2 separate regions of the Mus musculus genome follow, and region 1 is linked to region 2. Evidence: chromatin contacts called from public promoter capture Hi-C data. All regions are on one chromosome and are shown on one strand. Each heading gives the region's core, a stretch centred on a gene start, on an enhancer-like site or on the middle of the called end of the contact. The rest is flanking DNA. Distances are from core to core; before and after follow the strand shown.

The links. Capture Hi-C pulls out chosen DNA fragments and counts their contacts.
Region 1: a promoter capture Hi-C map of adipose tissue shows a contact between it and region 2. The contact joins two enhancer-like sites. A contact is called at or near these places in 1 of 484 Hi-C or Micro-C datasets (nephron progenitors), 2 of 115 datasets of contacts at active chromatin or transcription factors (embryonic stem cells and microglia) and 3 of 9 other capture datasets (adipose tissue, liver and pancreatic islet).

The regions. Positions count from the first base shown.
Region 1 is chr17:71,261,507-71,267,952 of GRCm38.p6, reverse strand. The region is part of intron 4 of Emilin2 (elastin microfibril interfacer 2); the gene reads left to right. Among named protein-coding and RNA genes, the nearest start is that of Emilin2, 46 kb to the left of the region's middle. Within about 2 kb of position 3,007, at least 91 of the 459 cell types and tissues checked have an H3K27ac peak or open chromatin away from gene starts, as enhancers often do. A contact at or near this core is called in adipose tissue, where this site is marked.
Region 2 is chr17:71,122,578-71,129,210 of GRCm38.p6, reverse strand. Myom1 (myomesin 1) reads right to left here. Exons shown (of 37, transcript NM_001083934.1): 36 at 6,599-6,633; 37 at 2,355-3,135. The coding sequence ends at 2,842. Among named protein-coding and RNA genes, the nearest start is that of Lpin2, 58 kb to the left of the region's middle. Within about 2 kb of position 1,555, at least 33 of the 459 cell types and tissues checked have an H3K27ac peak or open chromatin away from gene starts, as enhancers often do. A contact at or near this core is called in adipose tissue, where this site is marked.

The sequences.
Region 1 (6,446 bases), core at 1,758-4,257, 140 kb before region 2:
GCTGTTCCCCTCACTAGGATCCCCACAGGGCTTCTCAAAGGGAAAAGGCACAGGGCTGAGCCTTCAGGCTGAAGAAAGTAATAACTGAGCATAGTTGAGAGAAATGGCAGGGTGAGCAGTGGGGTGAGAGAATGAGAGAAACTTCTAGAAGAAATGTGAATGGATAAATGAGGAGTGGGTGGAACTCAAAGGCAGGAAGAGGGGGCATTTGGGGGAAGACTTTGGTGTGAACAGGAGTTATATTTTGCCGCGCAATCTCCTACCCCAATCTCCATGGTAGTTATTTTCCGTCATTCCTGGGTCAAGGGCTTGTGCAGGGTAACTAGGCTCTGCTGCTGTCTTGTGTACTCAGCCTGAGTCACCCTCTTAGCTGTGTTTTGTGTTTGGAGGAAGGATCAGGTTCATGTAGGCCACGGTCCTGGAGTTGTGGTGAGCCTCCATGTCGCCCTGCTCCACATGTGTCCTCGTGGGCTTCCTCACATCCTGCCACTCTTAGGTACAGCTGGCAACCGGCCCACAGATGGAAAGCAAAGCTGTGGTCCAGACAGGCGGGGGCAAGGTAGCTTGGAATCACTTCTGCCTCATTCATTCTGTTGGTCACAGCAAACCAGCCTTTGAAGGGTAACACACTGTCATATTGGGAGACACGGCGAGTCCCTCCTCCCATAATTAGAACCAGCCCGGAGGAGGGGACTGGGCCTAAGGTACAGCTTGATGACAGGTCAAGATATAACTCAGGTTCCTATTGTCTGCTCTTGTGAGGTCCATAGGTGGACTCAGTTATGCAGCTGGCCTCAGGAGGGTCTTTCTTGTATCCTATCAAGGCATGTGCTCTTGCCTGGGCTTAAAAAGGATTCATATGCAAAAAAGGCTCTCATTCATATATACACACACACATATATGGACACACATATTTATATATAAACTCATACATGTATATGTGTATATATATATATGTATGTATGTATATATATATATATGAATCTCCTGAGACTCTGATGGGTATACAATTTCTGAAAAATGAACAACTACTACTACTACTACTACTACTATTACTACTACTACTACTACTACTACTACTACTAATTACCATTCATTCTTAGAATGACTAGATCTTGAGATTTCCCTGCCTCCCCCCCCCCCCCCCAGTCCTGGGATTGCAGGTAATCACTATAGTATTTCATTGCTCTTGCCTGCAGCTCTCCTGACTCTTTACATTTTCATTCATTCATTCATTCATTCATTCATTCATTCATTCATGTTTCATTCACTTATTCTCTTACCTAGATCCCAGTCTGGCCTTGAACTCATGGTAATTGTTCTACCTCAACCTCCTGAGTTCCTAGGTCACAGGTATCGCCACACCTGGTTCAGTAGATTATTTAGCAGATCTCTCCTAAGCTCTGTCCTGTCTCAGCCATCATGGATCTGACACTCTAGAGGAAAAGAAGAACAGCCATGGTGGTGAAAGTTTGACTTTAGTTAGCAATCAGTACCCCGAGGAAAGATAAAACAGAATAGATAGATAACGGGAAGCAAGAATTAATTTAGCAGGAAGATGGTCCGGAAGGCTCTGGGACAGGAATGGATTTGTTCTGTTGCAAACCTAAGTGTTTCAGTGAGACAGAAGGTGAGAGGCTGCCATGGGAAAAGAGGGTCAGAATCTGGTTGTGCCACACGATGTGGCTAGGATAAGGGATTTGATATACTATGAGAAACAACTGGAGATGGTGGCTTTCCCCAGCCTTGAAGTCCCAGTTCATCTGTACTGAAACTCTGTGACATGGGCAGGTTGTTTACACCCTGAACACCTACCTACCTCCTTTCTCCGTCTCTGCATTGGAAATAACAGTCACAATGGTGCTTTGTGAGTTAGTTGGGGGACAGCAGTTGGTAATCAGTGAACACCCCTCCCCCGCCTGTTTTAATTCACTCTCAACCCAATGGGGGTAGAATCTGCTCCCCTGAGCTGTCTCCCCTTTCCATTCTTCAATGTGCCCCACTCCACTCCCCTGCTATTACCGGGAGGAGAGTGGAGGCCTATGATAGGTCAATCCCTTCTAGGGAGAACTGCAGAGAGCTGCAGAGTGATGTCACCTCCTTACCCTTTCCTTTCTTGGCACCCTTTCTTGACTACAAGTGTGTTTCTTATGAATAAATACACTGGGAGTTTTTCAAGCCCCGTGTTCTTAGTGCACCAAGACCTTCCATAGTTAGGACTGTCTGTAACCTCATGTTTTTCCACCTGGCCTCTTTGTTCATGAAATTACGACTCTGAGCATTGATATGAATAAATGCTGAGACCAACAGCTTTGGCTCTGTTCCCTAACTAGCTCATATCTCAATAATCCAGTTTATTCTAAGAGTGCCACATGGCTAGTTACTGTCTCCTCAGTTTCATGCATCTCAGAGTTCAGGGTGAATCTCCTGAGCCTGACTATTTTCCAGAATCCCCTCTCTCTATGCTGGGTGTCCCACCTTCTAATCCTGCCCCAGCTCATTGGCCATAGGCATTTTTATTGAGTGGTGAAGCTTTCATACATTGCACAAAAGATTCCCTCTACAACCTTCTGGGTGGGGGTGTAATCCTGGGTCCCCACGTGGGGGGCACTGTTGGTCCTGGCTTTTATTTTCCCATGTGTGTGGGGGCCACTGTTGGCCCTTTAAGTGAATTTAACACATCTTTGCACCTTCTTTTTCTTGTTATTCACTCCATCTTCCTCAAGCTGTGGCTATTCACCCTCATGCCCTTGAGCATGCTTGGTGCCCAACATTAACCCTCCCAGATAAGAACAAAGGGTGGAACCTGCCTTCTTGCCAGGGACCTTAATCTGTAGCACAAATATCAATAGAAACTACTTTTGCAAGATCAACCCCTCTTATGTATGAGGATAAGCTGACACGGAGTCTCTCAGGAACCACCATTTCCCCTCTATCTTGTGAGAGGAGAGGTGCTGGGGTTGAGAAAGAGAGAAGTTGCTGTGGTCGGGAAGTCTCCTGTCATGCTTCCAAGAAGGGACAGCCCTGCCTTGATACAACCACAAACAGCCTTTCAACATCCTGTGGTGAGGAGCTGCTGTGGCTCCTGGCCTTATCTTGGGAATCCCTCCTCTTGGAGTTCTGTTATACCACAGACGGAAGGCTCCTACTTTGATCAGGTTTCCTATGGTAAGCTGTAACAGTGGAAAAGCACAGACTAGCGAAGGGAGTTACTGAGCCATGCAGTCTGGCTGGGGCTGGGGCCTGTCGGCTGCACCCTGATGGCTTTGGCCACAAGCTTGGAATCCACTGAATTTGGGGGCAGCTTGGGTCCAAGGTACAGTGATGGACTATCATAATTCTGTGGACTCACAAGAAAATCCAAAGGAATATGCATGTCAGGCAGTCGGTTCTTCCCTGGGGCATCTGGTTTTTCTTATACCCTAGTTGCTGTCAATAGCAGCTTTTATTCATCAACATTTTGAATTTGGTGTCTGGAGAGATGGCTCAGCAATTAAGAGCATGCACAGCTCTTAGAGAGAGGATGGAATTCAGTTTCCAGGACATATACACATACACTTTAAACAGTAATAATGTTAAAACAAAACAAAACAATCTGAGGGCCGGGCAGTGGTGGTGTACATATCTTTAATCCTAACACTTGGGAGGCAGAGGCAGGCGGATTTCTGAGATCAAGGCCAGCCTGGTCTACAGAGTAAGTTCCAGGACAGCCAGGGCTATACAGAGACCCTGTCTCGAAAAAACCAAAAACCAAACCAAAACAAAACATAAAACAAAACAAAACAAAAAATTCTGTATTTGAACAGAGGTGTCCTAGTCCAGAGTCTTCCATGTGGTCACATGTGTGTGCCCTGTGTAACTTTGAAGACATGGATCACCCAGGAGATTTACTCAGCAGAGGTGAGGTGAGCCCTGGGAATTGGTTGTTAAAATAAAAAGCTACTTCCAGATCGGTCCTAGAAATGGAAGGAAATGGAGTCACAAGTAGCAGGGCAGGTAGGGACACAAAGGGCAAGAGGTGCCCAGAATGAGGTGGAACAGATAAACTACCAACACTGATACCACTGCACTAATACACGCTGAGGTACGCGAGTGAGCCTACATACAGGCTCTGTTGTCTTAAAGCTTTTCACTAGCTGCCATGAGTGTACTCAGTGAGCACTGTACCCCAGAGCTGCATCCACAGCCAATGCCAGCCATTGATGTGTCTCCCTTCATAGCTTATTCATATAAGTATTGGGATTAACTGTGAATTTATCTTCTACAAATTTCAAGTGAGGCTGGTCCCACCCCCTCTCTTCTGACCCTCTCTCCCTGCCACCATGGGGTTGAGTGCTGTGGCACAAAAATCTTCAATTTTGATGTCACCACAGATAGTAACACATGTGATACAGATGTACTGGTGTTCCTGTTTTCACTGGTTTGTACCAAGCAGAAACTAGACCTTTGTACCAGTTTTGACTTCTCTTCTATTCCATGGGTTTCACTGTCTTCACATCTGACTGCTCTTGACTGGAGTGGCCACAGGCTCTCTGTTCTTAAAGAAGGTCCCCGCGGTGTCCTCTGTGAGCAGTATGGTCAGGGCAGGGCCCTTCCTTCCACTGGGTGCATTTCCCCTTCCGTGCTGTCAAGGGAACAGTTCAGATCATGCGGTTGCCTGTGAGATCTGAGGGGCCTTTCACATGCTCACCAGTTGCTACTGCATGGCTAAGCCTCGTGTCTTGCTGGAACCTCTTCACCCTCCTACAGGGAGGGTCAGTAACTGGCCCTAGTGCATTGGAACCCGTGTTTTGAGTAGCCAAGTGACTGCTCCTCTCTCTGCAGGCTGTCCTCCTAGGGCCCATACTTGGGGACATCTCATGTTTGTTCCTTAGCATTCTGTAGTGTCAGTTTGATGTTTTTTGTTTTTGTTTTTGTTTTGGTAGTGGGTAGTTTTGACTACACCACTTTGAGTACCCAGTGAGTCCCAGGAGCTCTCTTGGATCCACAGATAGAACAAACACACACATTAGCTCATTTCTAACCTCTCTTACTGGCTCAATGGCTGGGCTCTTCTAAGCCTCCTGAGGCTAGCGTGCCCTTACCTTCACTCCTAGTTTCATGTCTCTAAATTTGCCCTTCGTTTAGTTGCCCAGATACCTCCTGTGAAGCCTATGGGCTGCTTTCCCTTTCCACCAACGTTGTGGAAGATCTCCCCTGTAGCTCCAAGACTGTTCCACCCCCCCCCCCCGCCCAGTATCTTGATTCTCCTCCTCCCCCTCTCTCCTAGCCTGTGGGAACCTGAAAGTCCTATCTCTTTCTTTCTGCCCAGCCATTGGCTGATGGCATCTTTGTTGATTGATCAAGAACCAACTGGGGACAAGGACCTCAGCAGCAGCACTCGCCGATTCCTGATTAAATTGAAGCATCAGAGCCACTCCTCTACATTCTTTCACATTTTTAATTATTAAAATAGGGAGAGTAGTGAGCACACACAGCATGTGGAGGTCAGGGGACAGCTTCCAGGAGTGGGTTCTCTCTTCTCCCCTTGTCAAGGCAGGGTCTCTTGTTTCTGCCATGTTGCATGCTCCAGGCTAGCTGGTCCTCTAGGCTGGAACTCAGGTTGTCACACTTGGATAGCAGGCACTTGGATAGCATACCCACTGAGCTACCCTGTTGTTCCTTTATTGTTTTTTGTTTTGTTTTTTGCTAGACAGGCTCTTGATGTGTACCCCTCGCTAGCTACTCTAGAGCCCAGGTTAGCCTTGAACTCACTGCAATCCTCTTGCCTCAAACTTCCAAGTGCTGAGAGTATAGGTATATACACTGTATCTAGGTAGTGGGTTCATATGTAGATTCTCTGGCTTTTGTACATGGCCGGAAGGTATATCCTTTGCTCAGGCAGTCCAATCCATGACCCGTATGTGGTTAGCTAAGAATAGCTACAACTGTGGCCTAACACAGAAATGTGGAACATGGTTTTGTGTGTGTGTGATTTTGTATGTGGTGTATATATGTGCATGTGGAGGTCAGAGGTCAAGCTCGGCGACTTCCTCAGCCATTGCCACCTCAACTGTTTAATTTTCTTTTTAAGGATCGTATGTATGTGAACGAGTGCACACGAGTGCTGATGTGCTCAGACGCTACAAGGGTCATGGGTTTGAGGTTGGAGTTGCAGGAGGTTGTGAGCCACCTGACATAGGTACTGGAATCTGAGTCTGGGTCTTTGCAAGGGCACCCTGTGCTCTCAACACCATGGGCTTCTCTAGTATTTCTTCCTTATTTCTGAGACAGTCTCTCACTGATCCTGGAAATCTATTTTTCCATTTTTCAACACACTCCAGGGGATGCAGCTGTGTCTGCCTCCCTCTCAAAGCACCTGCACCTAGGTGCTTGGCATGGATGGGTGCTGGGGTCTGGGTCTGAACTCAGGTGATCATGCGTGCACTGCAGGCACCTTATTCAGG
Region 2 (6,633 bases), core at 306-2,805:
TGGGCCTCCCTCTGCCTCTTCAGCACTGGGATCCTAAGGGCACACCATGCTCTGCTTTGTATGAGGTGCTAGGGATCCAACTCTGGTCTTCCCCCATGCCTGCGTGGGAAGTTCTTTACTGACTGAGCCACCTTTCCACTCTCTTTATTTTTATATACTTGGAATTTTTCAGATAGTTTAACCTAGTAACAGCTTAGGTTTCTGATTCGAACTTAGAATGTTTGACTATCATCTTATATCTAGGTTTATATATAACATGAAAATATTTAAAAGAACTCAAATTTTCTGGGTTTTGGGTTTTGTTTTGTTTTGTTTTGTTTGTTGTTGTTGTTGTTTTTGGCTGTTAAGGTTAATTTCTTGGGAATATTGTTTAAGCCAGATAATGACAATGATTAAAATGGAAAAAAGATCAGTTGATAAATATACTTTAACAAATTAAAGAGACTTTTTAACACTATAAAGAGTAGTCTTAAAACTAATTTTTTCAATGACTAAACGTTTAAATAGAAAAAAAAAAGTAAGGATGTACTTTCAAGGACTTGGAAATATTCAGAAGTTGTCACTGGCCTGTATATATTAATTTTATAAAAACAGACATTTACTACGTTCCAGGATGACTATATCCACAGCCTGCCTGCAGCAGGCCACAGATTCCTAAATTATGGGTTAAAAGGAAACTTCAGAATAGTTTTATCAACATGACTGTGGTTTCAGTTGTGGCCTTCTATGTAGAAATAGCTTCAAAAGCTACTGGATAATGATGTGGTCCAGTTTGGTCGCTATACTGGCTGGGATAGTTCTTAGAGTCAGTTTGTTGAGGAATCTTAGCATCTATTTCCCTGATATAAACATTTCTCTCCCTTTCCTTGATGTTATCCCATCAGGTCCTCCTACCACATCGTGGGGTTCCCAGTGGGAGTACATGTTGGTTTCATGTTCTTGTACAATTTCAGAAGTCAGAACATGGTGTGTGTGTGTGTGTGTGTGTGTGTGTGTGTGTGTGTGTGTGATTTAGCATGTCTTCTCCAGCAGCCTGGGTAGGTCTCTCTCAGTAAAAGGCAATGGGATCAACTCCCACTTCTAGTCACCCAACACTGGGACCCTGCTTGCTGCTTCGGTTGCTGCATTGTGAGTTCTGCAGAGGGCTCAGGAGCCTCTATCTCAGCATGAGAGACTGCCTCTGCTGGACTCTTCTCAGGCTTCCTGGCAGGTATGCATCCAGTGGCCCGTTCCTTCTGGGTCTACTTGAGCCCAAGCAGCCTTTTGCTGAAGCAGGGAGAATTTGAACTATGTCTGGAAAGCGACCTTCAGCTGGGGTTCACTTGGTTTCCAGGAAATGCATTTATTAACTACACTAGAGTGTATATTTTTCCATACTGAAGGACTTGAAGCCTGCTAGTTTTGCAAAGAAATGAAGTTTACTTAGTTTAGAAGTGGAGCAGCCAAGATCAGGCAATCCCAGGCTTGGCTTTGGTGAGAGCCTCATGAGTCCTGTGGAAGTGAGGGCTGCCGTCACCAGAGAGGAAGCTGCCATCCAAGGAACAAGCCCTTCTCATGAACCAAGCTTCCTGTTACGAGAGCTCAGTGCCCCGCTCCTGCCTGGGTTCATCGCTGCAGCAGCTGACACTCAGCTGGATAGGGAAGGACCAACAGTCAGATTAGAGCCAACTTCAGCCCTGATCTTTTAAAAGCTCTATATACTTAGGAGCCATTTCTGCAGCATAGGGAAGACTGCTTGGTTCTTGGTGTCATAGTTTGAATGTGCCCCAGTGTTCACAACCAGGACTCATGTCTGCTGGTGTGGAGGAACGGGATCTTCAACAGGTATTTAACCAGGAAAGCAGGGGTGAATGTTGTCAGTGTGCACAGTAGACTGGTTTAGTTGCCTCTAGAGAGGGTTCCTGACAAAAGGCTGAGTTTGTATGCAACCTCCTCACTTCTGAGAGTTCACTCTTGCTTGTCTTCCTGGCATCACAGGGCAGCCAAAAAGTCCTTAAGATTCTGGCTCCCTATCCTTTCCAGATGCCAGAATTTTGATCTTGGATTTTGGTGCCTCCAGAACTTCAAAAAATTAATCTCTTTTCATTAGGTTTGGATGTTCTGTCATAATTAGTTGACACACTTCAATCAAAGACTACTCCATCTTAGTGATGGAGTATAGTGTACGTGATCAGATGTGCAATGTGAGTGTGACTTGGAATTCTGAGCCGTGGCTGACCACAGATGGCTTATCTGACCATGTCCAGAAGGAACTGCTTTTGCCCTAAGGGTGTAAACCAAAAGATGAGCTACAGAAATGATTAGGAGGAGGTGGAAAGGCCCCAACATGGTGAGGATCAGAGAGACACAAGGGGAAAGAGGAAAGGCAGGAGACTTTATTCACACTGGGGGAGGCCAGTTCACAAGGCTGCTATCAGAAATGCACCACCTCTACTAACAGGGACCCACCATACTCAAGCCTACAGGCACATGCCTCTATTTTGATAGAACATGAGGTATGGACACAATTCCTAAGAGCTTACAGGTAAAGCGTCACCGGCTTCCATGCTGGCCTCACTTCTGCTCTCGCTCAGCACTTCTCCAACATCCTCTGCCCTTCTTCCTTGAAATCATTTCCTAATGTTTTCTTACTACATAAATTGTAGATTAAAACCCTTAATGTGTTCTTCAATGGTGCCTCCTCATCTATAGGAATAAGAGATCTGATGACTTCCTCCTAAGCCAGCACAAAATGGAGCCACCAGGAGGATTTCATCGTCTGTAGCCCAATCCTTTTCACGACAGCAGCATGATGGGTGGCCAGCTGGTCCTGGCTCTCCTCAAAACTCCCCCAGTCTCTGCTCACTTGGACTTCTGGTTGCCCTTGGGAGGCTCCATTGCTCCCTTCCTCAACTCCTCCTCTGGGATGAACACACTAACGGTGAAGTCGCTGGTCTCCGAGCCATATTTGTTCTTCACCACCAGCCCGTACTTGCCGGAGTCTGCCGTGCTCACGCCTGAGATGGTGAAGAAGGCGGTTTTCCCGGCCTCAAACTTGAGGCTGCAGTGGTCGTCAGAGGTCAGTGGCTTCTCGTTTTTCAGCCAGGACACCTCAGGGGGCGGGTCACCCCACACATTGCAAGTGAGATTGAGTGCCTGCAAGACAGGATTATGGGAAGGGAGGTGATAAATCAGCTAGTTCTAATCCAACTCCATATCAGCAATAACTGCAAGGCCCCCAGGCTGGAGTTTAAATAGTTGCATAGTTTAAAGCTAGGCGCCCATGGCTATGCTCCGAATAAGGTGCAAAAAGCATCCATCCTCAGGGCGGGACTCTGGGACTCTGGAATGCTTGTCTGTGTCAGCACACCGAGGGGCATTCTTTTTTTTCATTCTCCATCTCCACTCTCTCCTCCATAAACACCCAGACACCTTTCACTCCCTTCGATGTGGGCCTCTGGGCTGCATCAGCCGAGAAATCTCACTCCCTCCTCGCCACCTGCTCAGCTAGGCGTTGCATTTGCGTCACGGGGCCCAGCAGTGGAATGGCAGCAGCTGCTGTACATCATCTAAGTAATTTCCCCATTCCATCTTCCTCATTTTCTTCAGCTCCCTGGGCCCTGCCAAACCTGTGCTGTGGCAGAGGCGCTTGGCCCAAATGCATCCTAAATAAAATATTTCCCGGCGTGTTGAAGCTCTTCTGAGACGCTGGCATTTGGGGCTGCAGTTTTACTTTGCCTGATTAAGAAAATGTAAGACTCTCGTGTGCAACTCTAAGGAGTACTGTAGAGGCTTCTGTTTAAGATTGTTCCATTCAATGGGGAGTGTTGTATACCCACCACCATGGTCGATATATTTTCCTCACCACAAGCTCTCGATGCTGTGCTCTCAAAGCCCCGTGAACCACCCCAGCCTCTCAACCTCGTTCCTTTTTAAAAATATATATCTTTTATTTTTGAGATTATAATATAATTGCTGAGATTATAACTTTATCATTCCCCCTCCCTCTCCTCCTCTGAACCTTCCCACACTCCCCTCCTTGCTCTTTCAAATTCATGGCCTCTTTTTTTTCATTAATTGTTGTTATATAAATATATGTATACATGCACACACACACATACATACGTATATATCCCTACATACAACAAATACAATGTTACTTGTATATGTGATTTCAGGACTGAATATTTGGTATTGGATAACCAGTTGGTTTTTTCTTCCCTGGGGAAGACTGTTTCTCTGGCTCTCAGCATTTCTAGCTGGGCCTCCTGGTCCTCTCCCTGTCCACTTTGGCAAGCCCATTGCTGTCTTTGTTCAGCTCACATTGGGGTGGGTGGGGTCAGTTCCTGATGTTAGTAGGAGACACAGTTGCACATAAACTCCCCATCCCCTGGCTCTTACTATCGATCCTTCTGCCCCCTCTTCTGCCTGATTCCCAGGCCTGGGGTATGGGAGCTGTGTTATAGATGAATTCACTGGGACTGAGTTCCACAGCTTTGTGTTTTGATTGTCAACACTGTTCTCAACCTCCAGCAGCCACTCCTCAATTTTCCATTCATAAGACATTGTCATTTCAAAATGTTATATAAACATGGTCTACAGTAAGCAAACTTCCCAAGCTGCTGCTTTGCCTGCACACAATTCCCTGCAGATCCACCTGCTGCTGAATCAGCCTCCTGGCTCTTTGCTGCTGACGAATGTGCCAGTATATGTGTGTGTCCCTGAGGGTCATGTGTACCGTTTCCAGTTTGGGGCGGTCATGAACAAAGTTACTATGACTAGAGCACAGGCTTTTCCATTTCTCTAGGGTAAATGCCCAGGGTTCAGTTGCTGGGCTGTATGATAAATATATGATTCATTTTTCTCCCTAGAATTTGCCAGGCTCTTTTGCTAAAAGCTGATGTAATTTTGGCTTACATCCCGCCAACAGCACATAAGTAATCCAGTCTCCCCACACCCTTCCTGCATTTGCCACTGTGCATTTCTGTTGTGTGTCACTTATCACTGGAGTTGAGGCGGGTTCATTGTAGTTCATGGTCTCTTTACCCACTCTCCATGGCTAGGGCTAAACGACATATTCTTGATTAGGAACGAAGTTGGCATTACTCAGAAAGGAGTGTTCTTTTAGATATCTTCCCAATAGATCTTACGTGATCACTTACTGCCTCTTCTGTGGGAGCACAGCTGGGTAGCTTACAGAACTTCCTTACATCTCATCATTAGTTAGCAAGTTTTAGAGACAGGCTGTGTAGCTCAAGCTTGACCTGGGATTCTCTCGCTTATAATGCTGGGTTTATAAGCATGTGCTGCCATGCTAGTTTAAATTAGCATTTTTACTGAACTACTCTCCATTTAAGAACGAGAAAAGTACAAGCTAGAGAAATGGCTCTGAGGGTAAAGATGCTTGCTGCCAAACTGGGTGACCCGAGTTCAATCCCCGAGTAACACACTGTGGAAGGAGTGACCCAAAACCTGTAAGTGCCGCTCTGACTTCCACACACGTACTATAGCACGTCCTCCAATAAAGGAATGCATGCGTGTATAATTTTTAAATGAGTCAAATCATTATCATTAAATATACCCGAACAGACCGGGTTCAGGTTTGGGAATCTGGGGATTACTTGGGGTAAAATGTAATTAAGTCAAACTGAAACTGCAAACATTGTAGGCAGGCATTGTGGAAGACGAGCATCCATCCTTGAGAGCTGAGCTGTGAACTGGAGTACTTTCCCATACATTCTCCCCTAATTGTCACTACTGCCCAGTGAGTTCACCCTCGTGGAGTGAGGAGAGCAGAGGAGACAGTTTAACAACAGAAACTGCTCTCAGAGGTTGAGCTGAAAGTCGACTATGGTATTTTCTACCTACAAAGAAATGTATTGCACAGAATCTACAGCCTTGCTTTGATACAGAAGCTCTGCCTGGCTTCCCACCCCCACCGCTGCAGCCACTGCTCTTCTGGGTAGGAAAAGGTTTTATTTCACTACGGGTCTCTCTGGACTCGCAAGATGTATATTAAACCTATTTTGATTGATGTGGGGTCTGGCTATGTAGCCAAAGGTGGCCTTGAGCTCTAGATTTCCCCATTGAGTCCTTAGATTACAGGCAAGGACCATTCTGCCCGGTTTACAGGTCAGAGAGCACAGCCATTGCCTCTCGGATGGAAGAAGCCAGGAAATACCAGTTTAGCATCAAATGGAGAGATTGGATTTCATCAGGGATGGAGCTAATAAAAACTCACGGGCCAGGCAGCATGTTTCCCTGTAACCACAAGATAGCATGGCACCTTCCAGTATGCTGGAATAATTTCTTTCTTCTGTGGTTACATGCTTAAGAGCTAACGCTTTCAGGTTCGTTTTCAAACAGCCTAGTGGCTCCTGATGGTTTAAAAACATGACTCTAGAGAAATGGCCTAAATCCAGGCTCACAAGATAAACTTTCATCTTGATGCTGGCCTGACAAGGAACTATGACAGGAATGCTGATCTTTTAACCCTGTATTTGGTGATTCTGGTCAAGTGCAGGCCCAAGGAAATAAGACAGAGATGGTGGGGTACAAAAGGAAGGACTATGGTGTAGGGGGTGAACCTTTCCCCATGTGGACACAGGACAATACTCACCTTGCCCTCTTGAATGGTGACAACATCAGGGAGAC